Linked DNA regions of Mus musculus: region 1 is linked to region 2. The links are chromatin contacts, called in public promoter capture Hi-C maps. All regions are on one chromosome and are shown on one strand. Each heading gives the region's core, a stretch centred on a gene start, on an enhancer-like site or on the middle of the called end of the contact. The rest is flanking DNA. Distances are from core to core; before and after follow the strand shown.

What was found. Promoter capture Hi-C pulls out the DNA fragments that hold promoters and counts their contacts.
Region 1: a contact with region 2 is called in a promoter capture Hi-C map of hippocampal neurons, with 3 times the contacts expected there. The contact joins the promoter of Acvrl1 here to the promoter of Dnajc22 in region 2. A contact is called at or near these places in 2 of 39 promoter capture datasets (hippocampal neurons and liver) and 1 of 9 other capture datasets (embryonic stem cells).

Annotation. Positions count from the first base shown.
Region 1 is chr15:101,124,509-101,130,910 of GRCm38.p6, reverse strand. Acvrl1 (activin A receptor, type II-like 1) reads right to left here and starts at 2,389. Exons shown (of 11, transcript NM_001277257.1): 1 at 2,328-2,389; 2 at 1,848-1,984.
Region 2 is chr15:99,096,711-99,102,694 of GRCm38.p6, reverse strand. It overlaps Dnajc22 (DnaJ heat shock protein family (Hsp40) member C22), which reads right to left and starts at 3,211. Exons shown (of 3, transcript NM_176835.2): 1 at 3,095-3,211; 2 at 920-1,872. The coding sequence starts at 1,759.

The sequences.
Region 1 (6,402 bases), core at 1,140-3,639, 2.0 Mb before region 2:
GAGCTTGCAATTGAGACCATGGTTGACTAAAATAAAGGTTTCTCGATCAATCTGATAACCCTGACAGCTACTAGGTGACTGACAGGTAAAGTGTACAGTATAGATGTACTGGACAAAGAGATGATTCATATGACCGATGAGGTGAGGGGAGGTGAGACTTCGCTACATTCTGGAGACAGTATGGATTTAAATTATATATATATATATATATATATATACATATATATATATATATAAATATATATCTTCCCTAGTTCTGGAAATTCCCATTGACTGTTTTCACACCACAGTTAATTGTAAGTGACTAAGATCTCTGACCGGGAAGCTGCAGAAAGGAGAGACTCCTATACAGCACACAGACCAACACACTGGCCCTGAGCAAGCACCCGACTGGGGTGGTCCGTGGAAGCTGGGGTTCAATGTGGGGCTCGAGGCAGGTAAGCTTTCTCTATCCTTTTTCTAAAAAAAAAAAAAATACTTTCTCAGGTAAGGAGAGGACCTCGTCAGAGTGCTGCAGACTCCTCCACAGAGACACATCGAGTTAAGATGGCGAGGAGGTAAGAATCATGGGACATTCACAGTCCAGGAACAGGCATGTTCCTGGCAGTATTGAGTATTGTTCCTGGCCTCTGTGTTTGTTTCTGTTTGTCACCGCCAAATCCTTACCTACCTAGCCTCGAGAACCCACATCCCAGGGACCCCCATACCTAGCTAGGGTGGTCTGTGGCAGCTACGTCTCACAGCTTGGAGATTGGCATAAGAAGAGTACCATTTCCCAGGTGAGACCCACGAGAGTTACTCAACTGTGTGGCAAGTGGCACGGAGCAAGCCCTCGGCAGCCAGATGTGCCGGCACTGACCTGTATCCCAGCACTCAGAAGCCTCCTGAGGCAGGGCAGGAAAGAGACTAAAGCTGAATCAGGTGGACTGAAAATCTGAGGCCAGCTCTGTATCAAAAACAAACAAACAAACAAACACAAACAAAAAACCTCCCAACCATGGTGTCTCCTGATGTCATTGACTGACACCCTTCTCAGAGTCATCCAAAGCCTGAAGCTGACCTCTCTTCCACAAGCTGGGCACAGTTATCTCCCATCTGATAGGCTGTGTGAGCAAAACCACCCACAACAAAGAAGGATAATTGTGAAGACAGGTGGGGGGCCAGCTAGAGTGGTGAGGATCCAGAGAGGAAAGACCCTAGACAGACCCCCTAGACAGACTGACCCTGGAGGGTCAGAGAGGGGGCCGAACTCATCCAGAAGTTGCTCGTGAGCAGGGGAATGTGTCCTTCAAAGGAAGACCTAAGAAAGCAGAGCTGTTCTCTGCAGGGCTGACTGACTGCCTGGATCTCAGCCTGGGGGAGGGCCAGGAGTCCCTAAAGGGGAATGTCAAGGACACCCACGGCAGGGGAATTCTGTGACCCTATAGAGATAAGGATTGGGGTGCCAGGTTAAGTGGTCTCTATGAGGAGGTTCCGCAAGGGAAGTCGCTCCTATGTCAACAGAGCACCCTGGAGCTCAGGAGGGAAGAATCTTTCAGTCCCGTTTTACCTTTATAGATAAGGGTAGAAGAGTTAATCTCGGCAGGGAAGAGAAGCTAAAGGCCTCAGGATACCTAGCAAAAAAAGTTTTTTGATTCCCCATCCGTGCTCGACCCGCCCCCTTCCACGCTCAGGTCGGGGTAGCAGGGAGGTGTGTGTCCACAACCAGGGGACTGCTGACTGTCTTGCCCGGCTAAAACTGACCCTGCCACGCGCCGTCTGAGAGGTCTTTGAGATCCACATAAAGAAGGGTCCCCCTGAGACCAGGGACAGGTCTCCCTGCCCGGCCCAGCGGCACTCCGACTCACCTTTGGACAGGGCGACTCGACCCCCGCCTCTCCTTGCCGGAGGCGGCCGGGGTCTCACGTCCAGAGCCGGCCTGTGGGGCCGGGAAAGGTCTCGATCTGCGCGGCTGGCGCGGCGGCCTCCGGGGACTGGGAAGGGGCTGGAGCAAAATGTTTCTTATTCTAGCTTCTTCCTGCCTGGCCCGGCTCCACCACTCCCTCCTAATAACTCGTTTCCTATTGCCCAGTACGCCTCCCAGCAGCAGGGCTCGGCTCTAGAGGGCTGCAGACCGAGTGCGACCACCCCAGCCCCTCCCTGCCACGAAGGGACAGGCTTCGAACCCAGGCATTGGGGTCCCGTGCGTCCTGGGTAGGAACGTAGGGACTGAGCTAGCTGCGGAAGCGTCGCTCTAGGCCAGGAGAGGGTAGCCTGCACCCAGAGGCAGAAATCTAGATTCGTGAGGGCTTCAGGGAGGGACCCGCGTGAGGTAGCAGCCAACTTACCTGTGCTCACTCCTAAGGAACAGCGCTAAGAAAGCTGAGTTTGGGCTGGGAGTGTCTGCTCCAGAGTTGGCTCCGCCCTTTGGATTCTCCAGTTGGCTTAAATCTTTTTGCCTCCAAATTCCAGCCCTTCACCCTTAATACTTTTGTTCCCTTCCGTTGTCCACAGTGCTGGCCATCAACGCTCAGCCTCGGGCTAAAGAAACCTAGATAGGTCCGTTCTGAGTCAGTCTGGTCTGTGCACCTCAAGGCTTGACAGTTAGTTGTTCCTCTCCCTCAGGTCAGGGGTGGCCAGAATAGAGGGAAAGGCCACCTTGTCTTTTCTGTTCAGCCGTGTCCTTTTTGTCTAGCCGGGCTGGGACCCCAACCACGGGATGGGGGCGGGGCACAACTACCAGATGGGGAGCTTTAGAATTTGGGGCATGGAACCTTGTGAGGCTGGGACCTGCGGCTGGGGAGTTGGGCAGAGGGCTCGGGATGGGGAAGACAGGACACTCTTCCTCTTCCTGATCGGCAGTACAGGCTGGGACTGGGTGAAAATCTATGCTTTCCTGGGCAGGACTTGAGTTTTACTCTTAGCCTTGTGAATATCCTTGTGGGGGACCTTGAAGTAGTTCCACCAGCTGGGAATCCAGGCTAGTTGCTGTGACCCCACTAACACCTCCAGGGGCTTCAACCCCCCCCCCCCCCCCCCGCTACTAATGAGCATAGTGTTCCATCTTTCAAACGGTAAAAGATGGTGCCTATCTAAGTTCCTCAAGGAAGGAGTTTGTCGGCTAATATTTGAGAAGGCTAGGGAAGGGGTGGCCCTAGCCCAGTGGGAGAACACAGAAGCAATCTCTAAGGTGTCATGCCTGTCATGTAGATTTTGCAAGATGGGACAGAGGTGCCCTATCCTTTGGCAAGGATAGAGGCTGGGGGAGAGAAAGGCGGGAGGCTCCCACTGGTCTTACTTCCTCTGCTGAGCTCCACATGCTAGCAGCTTCTTGAATTGTGAGCCCCATGACCTTCCAGAGCCCCGGCTCAACCAAATTTCAGGGTCAGGACAGACCATGTCTTGCAGTACTATGGATTACAGTATCTGCTTTTCCAGATTGTGGTGGTCGCTTTGTTACACTCTATAGAACAGGGAGCTTGGATACATGACCATCTTCACACCCACTCTTCCTCCCACATGCCATGGCTTCCGGTAAGCCTTTCATTCTCCAGCCGGCGGCTCTCTGTCTTGAGTGGGACAGGACCCATGGGACCTCTGCAGCCCAAGTCTAAGGTCCGCCTCCTTGGGAAGGGGCAGATAGGGGACCATGGGTAAGGTCAGGAGCTGGGAAGTGGCTGAGGGGGTCAGTGGGGACTGAAGAGTTTCTGTGGGCAGGCCTGTGAAGTAAGACGGAGAGAAGTCAATTTAGGAGGTTGAAGAGAAGCTGTGGACAGGGGTGGCATCTTTCCCCTCTTCTTAGCGTTCCCGACACTGGCTGGTGCCTGGGCTGTTCTTGTGAACCCAAGCCTCCCATAGTGCACGGGGAGCTTGGGGCAGGGGCGGGGGATGTGGGAGGAGTGACAAGAGTTGGAGAAAGCACTAGGGCCTCAGGCCAATGAGGACATAGAAAAGGAATTACAGACTGCGTCCAAGTCTACAAGAATTAGTTGCTCACAAGGCCCAGCTGTTCCTATATTCTGAGGACAGAACGAAATGAAACAGGCCCAAAGAATTCCGATTTAGATCCAGGGACTCAGAAGACTTCCCAGCAGGGTCTGAAGCAGAGGATTGCTGATCCTCAGAAGTTAGTCTGAAGAACTTCAAGGAGGTCCTCTCTAGAGGCAGGTGACAACGGTTTGATGCAGAGGTGGAGCAATGAGCTTTCGGGGACCAGCACTAAATTCTCAACTGTGTGCTGTGTTTTTGTTTTTGTTTTTGTTTTTGTTTTTGTTTTTTGAGAACGGTCCCTAAAATCCTAGGCTGGCTGTGAACATGAGATCTTGTTGTTTCCACCTCCGCAGAGCTAGGATTCCATGTGCTTGCCCCAAACCTGTTTCAGGCCCCACTCTCAAGAGTGATGAAGGCCGAGCACGCACAGCCATTCAGAGCCCTGTGCTTGAGTGCTTTGTTGCTGCCACCATGAAATTCTTCATAGTATTCTTAATGGCATTTGGACCTTGGACACATAATTTTTGTTTTGCACCAGGCCCTACAAAGTATGTACCCCATCTGCATCAGGGTAGGCGGGGAGAAGAACAAAGGAGGGGGAAGCAAGCTGGGGTTTGCTCCTCTGAAATTCGAGTGGAAGAGGGGCAGCTCAGTAGTCAGGGCGCCTCCCTGGCACGTTCAAGGCCAGGCTTTTCAAACTAGAAAGACAAGGTGGATGACAGAGGGGAGTTGTGGGTCTCCTTTAGGGAAAGCGAGGGGGTACATATCTGCAGATTTCAGCTCTCTGTCTATTAAACACGGGAAGAGGTCCTCACTGTGGAGGGCTAAATGGAATCCTGAAGGGACAGGTGTCCTTAGTTCCAGGCAGCAAACACCACAGTGCCTTGCAAAGGTTAATCATATGGGTCATAGAGTTGGGTTCCAGGCCTGGATCACCTCTTCATCCCTCAGTTTCCTTCTCTGTACAATGAAGGGTGTGAGCTAGAAAACCCCGGAGTCTCCTCCCAGCCTGTATGACATTCTTATTAGTCCCAGGCCTGTCACTCTAGTCTGGATCAAAACACAGCTTGGTTACGTCCAGCTTTGGGAAATCCCGGAAGCTGGAGAACAGCCCTGCTCCTCGAGAAGAGGCTGGCAGACCCTCCACATCCCTAGAGTTAGGACCACTAAGGCATCTTCCTCCTCAGGACCCCTTGAAAGTGCTACCCATCCCTCACCCACCCCGAACCATCAAGGCCACTCATCTCAAGGGACCCTTGAGCAAGAGATGGCACATCAGGACGAGGAGCATGAAGGTTAGAAGGTGGCCAAGTGGTGTCATAGGGGTGCATGGACATGAAGCTTGGTGTCTCTTGGGAAACTGGTCTACCCTTGTCTGCTCCCAGGCAGGGCATTGAGCTCTGGGTTATCCTTCCCCACATGCTTCCAAAGCCATGAATTCTTACCAGCTGACCTGACCGCAAGAGAGGACAGTAAGTGGAAAGAGCCCAGGCTGGGAGTTGGGACAGCTGAATGTGATCCTCAGTTTCCTCTCCTGTAGAATAGGTCAGTAATGCCTTCTCAAACACATCACAGACCAGCAGAAAAGCATGTGGGAAAGTCCTCTAGCAGGAGTAATTTGCACACCCATGTCCAGTTTGTTTTGGGGAGAGGCAGATGGCTGAGAGGGGGTATCATGCTTAGACTCCAGGTGCGACTGTGTGTTAGCAGCGTGAGCCAAGTCAGTACAGGATGAAATAAAAATTTTCTGCATGAGAAGCATCCTAGTTACTTTTCTATTGCTGTGAAGGGGTACCATAGAGTTTACAGTTTCAGATGGTGAGCTCATGACCCTTGTGCTGAGGAGCCTGGCAAAGCAACAGGCAGACACAGCACTGGAGCAGTAACTGAGAGCTGGCACACTGACCCACAAACATGAGGTAGAGAAAAAGCTAACTGGAACTGGCTTAGGCTCCTGAAACCACAAAGCCCACCCCCAGTGACACACCTCCTCCAGCAAGGACACGCCTCTCAATCCTTCCCAAACAGTTCCACCAGTTGGGGACCAGGCATTCGAACATATGGGGACCATTCTCACTCAAACCACCGTAAGAATTTATTATAGGAAGAAGCCGAAAATGGTGGCATAGGCGATCCCGGCTACTTGGGAGACTGAGGTAGGAAGGGCATACATCCCAAGGCTTGCCTGGATTGCAGAGTGAGTTGAAGACCAGCCTGTGTAACTTAGTAAGACCAGGTTCAGATATTATCTTTATCATATTTATTTATTTATTTATTGTATGTGTGTGTGCATGCGTGTATGTGCATGCATGTATGTGTGTGTGCCTGAGAGGAGAGCATACCACAGTATGCACATGGAGGTCAGAGGACAACTTGTGAGAGTAGGTTCTCTCTATCCTGGGTTCTGGGGATTAAACTCAGGCCATCGGGTTT
Region 2 (5,984 bases), core at 1,962-4,461:
AAATAAGGAGGATGACGGGCATGGTGGCACACGCCTTTAATCCCAGTACTCGGAGGCAGAGGCAGGTGGATTTCTGAGTTTGAGGCCAGCCTGGTCTACAAAGTAAGTTCTAGAATAGCCAGGGCTATACAGAGAAACCCTGTCTCAAAAAACTAAATAAATAAATAAAAAAAATAAATAATGAGGGAAAGAAAGAAAGAAACAAAGAAAGAAACTAACTGAAAACTCATCTAGCTGACAGGTGGTACTTCTTGCTAATATTCATTCATGATACAGAGGCAGGAGGAATACAAACTGAGGCCAGCCTGGGTCTCCATATTATCCTGGTTTAGGCCAGCTAAAGGATGCACAGTAAGAACCTGTCTTTAAAAAAAAAGAAGAAGAAGAAGAAGAAGAAAAAAAAAAGGCTAGAGAGATGGCTAAGCGGTTAAGAGCACTGATTGCTTTTCTAGAGGTCCTGAGATCAATTCCCAGCAACCACATGGTGGCTCACAACCATCTGTAATGGGATCTGATGCCCTCTTCTGGTGTGTTCCCAGTTACAGTAGCCTGGAGTGGTGGCACACGCCTTTAATCCCAGCACTCGGGAGGCAGAGGCAGGCAGATTTCTGAGTTCAAGGCCAACCTGGTCTACAAAGTGAGTTCCAGGACAGCCAGGGCTACACAGAGAAACCCTGTCTCAAAAAACAAAAAACAAAACAAAACAACAACAACAAAAGTATTTATTATTCATGTGTCTTCCTCATGTACCTTCATGAAGCCCAAAGAAGCCAGGATCCCCTTTCAAGGCATAGCTGGCCAGACTCAGAACAGAGCTCCCTCATGCAAGCTACAAGCTCCTGCAGGGCTTCCATCGCTCAGAGTCCAGACAGGCTCTCCTCTCTGAGGAGACTTACCCGAAGAGGGAAGAAAGGCTTACCTGGTGAGCCAGCTGAAGTTTCTCATCCTGAAAACTGTCGACAAACTCATAGAGCTTTTCCCACTCCTGGAACCGGCTGCTGTTGAAGCCAGGACCTCCGACCAGTAGCCACCAGATCCGGCAAGGCAGAAGCAAGACAGACTCCACGAGGCGGCCAAGAAGTGGGAAAAAGCTGAACCAACTCAAGAAGGAACCCAGGGTTTCTGCCACGTAGTTAATGGTGGCAGCTGTGTTGTACATCGTACTGTAGGCCAGAGGGCCGGTGAAGGCGAGGTAAGCCAAGCCCACGCGGTAGAGCCGCACACTAAGTGTCTCTGACCCCGCTGAGGCTTTGTATCGTCGATGCTTCTGGGCTGTAATGCTGGCAGCCAAACTGATAGGCAGGATGGCTATGGGGCGGCCATAGAACACAGGGGACGTGAGGAAGGCCGCTCCTAAGGTATTCTTAAAGTCTGAGGTCTGGTTACCAACAGCAGCTACCAGCAAGACCCCTAAGCCAACAGCCAGTGGGAGGCCCACTATATAGAAGTTGTCCATGGAAGAAAGGCTGACTAGAGCCACAAGACCAAAATAGACACCCACTACTATCTGGGAAGCAAAGCGAAGGAGACTGAGAGGTGGTCTCTCCTCTTCCGGCCTCTGTTTCCAACTCTGGACTCTGTTGGCTTGAGCCACAAAGCTCGGGAGCTTCCAGAATTCCCAGAGCCAGCCCAACCCACCACCTCCCAGGGTGAGCATCCAGAGCAGGGCATGGCTGTCCCTTCCCAGGTACAGGTGGTGGAGCCCAACAGGACCCCCCAAAGCCCAAAGGACATAGGTCATCAGCAGCCCTTTGGCCATCCTCTAGGGCAAGAGTCTCAGAGAAAATCCAGTGGCGTTTGACATTGATCAAATTGCAGAAATCTCAAGGTCCTCTGTGAGAATCACTGCAGTCTGGAGGGTCATCCTTAGGCCTGAGAGGTGAAGCAAGGAGAAAGGCTCAGCAGTAATAAAAATCAAGCTAGCCCTACCTCGGGGTCTCTCAGGTACTAGATGTCTCCTATCTTCCGTTAGCACCCCAGTCCTGTTATTTACAATCACAGTGACTCCATATTTAAGGGAGGAAATGCTTCAATTAAAATATTTTCATTTATTTATTATTAATTTATTGATATTTGAGGCACAGTCTTATTGCACGTTCCAAACTGGTCTTATGCGGCCATAGCTGAGGACATCTTGGTCTTCCTGCCCCTACCTCCTCAAGTGCTGAGGTTATAGGCATGTGCCACCATGTCCAAGGAAGAGAATGTTTTTGTTTTTAAGATTTATTCATTATTATGCATACGTACACTGTAGCTGTGCTCAGACACACCAGAAGAGGGCATCAGATCCCATTACAGATGGTTGTGAACCACCAGGTAGAGTCAGTGCTCTTAACCGGCTGAGCCATCTCTCCACCCCCAGGAAGAGAATGTTTTAAGTGACTTTAAGTTGGGACACTGAGAACTAGGTGCCTGAACAACAACAACAACAACTCAAAAGCTTGGGACTAACGGGTGACCCAGGGGTCACTTGGGGTTTAAATTCCCAGCACCCACATGGCAGCTCATAGATGCCCTCTTCTGGTCTCCAAGGATATCAGGAGTGCATGCAGTGCACACACAAAGGTTCAAGCAAAACACCCGTGTACATAAAGTAAAATTGAGAAAGAATAAGAAGGGGGAAAAAAGAAGCTTAAATTTCTATCCTCCCCTTAGACTCTGGAATAGTAATGGCTCACAGGAAAGGGCTGAAGAGAATACTTTTTCACTGTTTCAAACCCCTTTGAAAGCCAGTGTCTTAGCCAAACTCACTCCTTTAACATCGTGTGTGTGTGTGTGTGTGTGTGTGTGTGTGTGTGTGTGTGTGTGTGTGTGTGTGTGTAAGCGGGTGCATTCTGTAACTCGGCCAAAGCCCTTTCCAGCTTTCCCATCTCCCCAGACTATGCCGTTCTCCCACAAGCCAAATTTGAAAGGGACCCTGAACTCCTTCCACTTAAACGTTCTGGAGAACATTTTGACCCAGACCTTAGCACCCCACAGCCCAGCCATCCTATCCCTATCAACCAGATCGAAGGCACTCTACAAAGCGGCCGCAAAAATCCTCAGAATATCAAATCTGCCTGCCAATCGTCTTACCTACTTCAAGCAAACTCACCCTCAGGCAGTCCCAGCAGGGCCGCAGTACCTGGCAGCCCAGGCTTCCAGGCTGCTTCAGAACAGCCATTGCCTTTGAACACAGATTCAAAATGGCCCCTCTGTAACTGCTCTCACCTCCACACAAGTGGACTTTGTCCCTCAGTGCTGGGTGACTGTGTTTGAAGTCAGGCCACCTCCTGCAGGCCCCGCCCCGAAAGCCCTGGTCAGCCCCTTCGTAGCCACCTTCCGGTCCTGTGTTCCTGGGCTCTGATCGCCCTCTCTACGGGAAGCTTTCCCCAGACTCACCCAGTTTTACACTGTAGGGCCTGGAACCGCGCCCCACTCCCGGCAGTGCGCACCTCTTGCAGCACTTCATTAACACCGCCAGATGGCGCTGCCGTTTACGGAAGGGAGGGTCCCCAAAAGTCCCAGATCTCCTTTTTGCAAGGTTGGGACATTCCTGGTCAAAGCTGTCCGAACCGTGCAGCTACCTGGCGGGAGAAAAAGGGCGACTCTATCAATAAAATTAAAAATCTCGACTTCCTCTCCTCTCCGCCACAAATGGGAGGTGATCCCTGTCTCGCTTCTCTCTGTACTCCAAGACGGCCATTATAGGATCACGTCTAATTTCTTAAAGGAGAGACATCCACTCAGAGGTGAAGGAGAGAGCCCCTCAAGACCCGCAATTCTGCCTCACTACCTTGCTTCCAGGCCTTCCAGTTAGGGGACTCCACAGCCAGACCTGGGAGTCTGAGCCTGCATAGCCCAGAATCCATAGAGCCAGAAGCTGTTCAGACCCTTGTAGCCTGAAGCAAAGGGGGGGGGGGGAACCCACACCAGCAAGGGATACAGGGTGGGGGCGAGCCATCAGAAGAGTAAGGGCAAACCCAGGGAGACTCGGGGGAGAGGAGCCTGCCTTCTCGCTTGGACGCTGGAATGGAGCTGGCTTACAAGATGCCTTCAACATCCCGGGCTACAATCCCCGAGCAGCTCCGTGACCTTGGCCAAGTCACACCCTTTCCTGAGCTTCAGTTTCTTTTAAAAGAAGCTTGGATCTACGAAATTCCCCAGGCTTGATTAGAGGTAGGGATGGAGCCGGTGGGCTTCACTTAGGGTCACTTGTCAACAGTGGGCAGAATGTTTTAGCTCCCTCCAACGTCTAGTTCTAGCTGGGGACTAGATATGGCCCCTTTAGGGCTGAGGAGGGGCGACAAAACGACAACCCAGCCACGGCTGGGGACGGGGGGCGGACGGGGGCGCTGAATAATGAATGAGACTTAATTGGGCCCGCTCTGCGCGGCGGCGCGCTAAGCTTGGCAAACAGCGCGGGCAGAAGCAGCCGCCGCCGCTGGACAAACAAACTCGCTCGGGAGCCGGGAGCCCAGTGCGAACCGCCTGGAGGGGGAGGGGACCCCGGGGAGCCAGGTCTCCTGCTCGCAGGAGGGGCCCAGAAGTGTCCAAAAACGCGAAAGGGATGAAGGCTTCGGGCCCAGCCTAGAAAGGACGGACTGGGGAGGGAGCGAAGCAGATTTTTGCCGTAGAGCCCTGGGACCCAAGGGCAATGTAAGCGCGTGAAAAAGATGGAGAAAAGAGTGGAGGACGGAGAAGAGAGTGAGAAATGAGCGAGGAAAAGGCACATCTGGAGGAGGGTGGTGGAGGGTGAGGGGCGAGAGGAGGACCATTACTGTGAGGAGAGGGCAGAGCGATGGAGAAACGAGAAGGGAGGCACAGGGGACCTAGAGAAGAAGAATTGAGGAAGAGTCAAGGAGAGGGATGAGAGGTGACCGGAATGAGAACAGGGGTGACAGGGTGGGCGAGAGGAGCCCCTGCCTGCGCCTCGCCCTGCCTCGCTCCCGCCCTACGCTCTCTCCAGCCGTCCGCACTCACTTTGTCACAATTACGGGGCCGTCACTCGGCCGGGATTGTTTTCCCCAAATTGTTGTTCTATAAACTGGCTCGGGGTGGGAGGTGGGGTGGGGGTGGGGGGAATCTGACAAGCTGAAGCGGGAGGGAGGGGAGCGTGTGAGCAGCTGTCGAGGGCATAGTAACGTATTTACCCGCCACTGGCCCAGGGCTGGCCTTGGCTGATACAGAAACCCGTGAGGAAATTGATGGCCACCCCAACCTTCGCCACCGTCCCCGATTTTTCATCTTCCAGGCCTCTCTCGGTCTCAGCTGCCTCGGTTTCCCCAACCGAACGCGGCAGGTACTGGAGGCCGAGGCGATGACCAGACAGGACCAAAAGTTGCTTAGCCTTTCCCCAGTCTCTCTGGCCGGCGCCCTCCAGCGCCTGCTCACGTCGCAGGTTTGCACTCTCATTCCTAAGTGTGCCCAGGTCCCCTCACCCCGGCGCCGCTCGCTACCCTAGACCACCTTGTCGCTCCTCTATTCTGCAAACATCTGTTGCGCCCACTGAGCGAGAACTGCGCTGGCTTCCAGCTGCCCCCCTCCGCCCCCAACACCTCCCCCGCCCGCCTCCTCCCCGCCAGCCCAGCTTGTCGGCTCCGTGACAGCCGCCGCCGAAGCCCGGGCCCCGCGGGAGCGGCCGGAGAGGAGACGCTGCATGGCTGGCTCCGACACCGGCCTCCCTCGCGGCTCCAGGGGCAACGGAGGATGGCGGCCGCTGAAGCGAGACCGGAGTCGGCCGCTGGAGTTGGCAGGACTAGACGGGGGAGGGGGGAGGCCTTGGGTGGGCTCCTCTCGGCTTCTTTTAAATCCTGTCTTTCTTAGTCGGTCGCCCTCGGTCCAGCCTGAGCAGAGACCCTTCCAGCTGCCGCTGAGCGCGCGTGGGATTCAGTAGGTTTCCTGGTTCCTCCCCCCGCAACGCCCCCCAGTCCGGGTGATTTACACCCCGGCTCCGCTCAGCGGCCGCTTCCCAATCAGGAATATCGACCCCGGGCGGGGCCCTC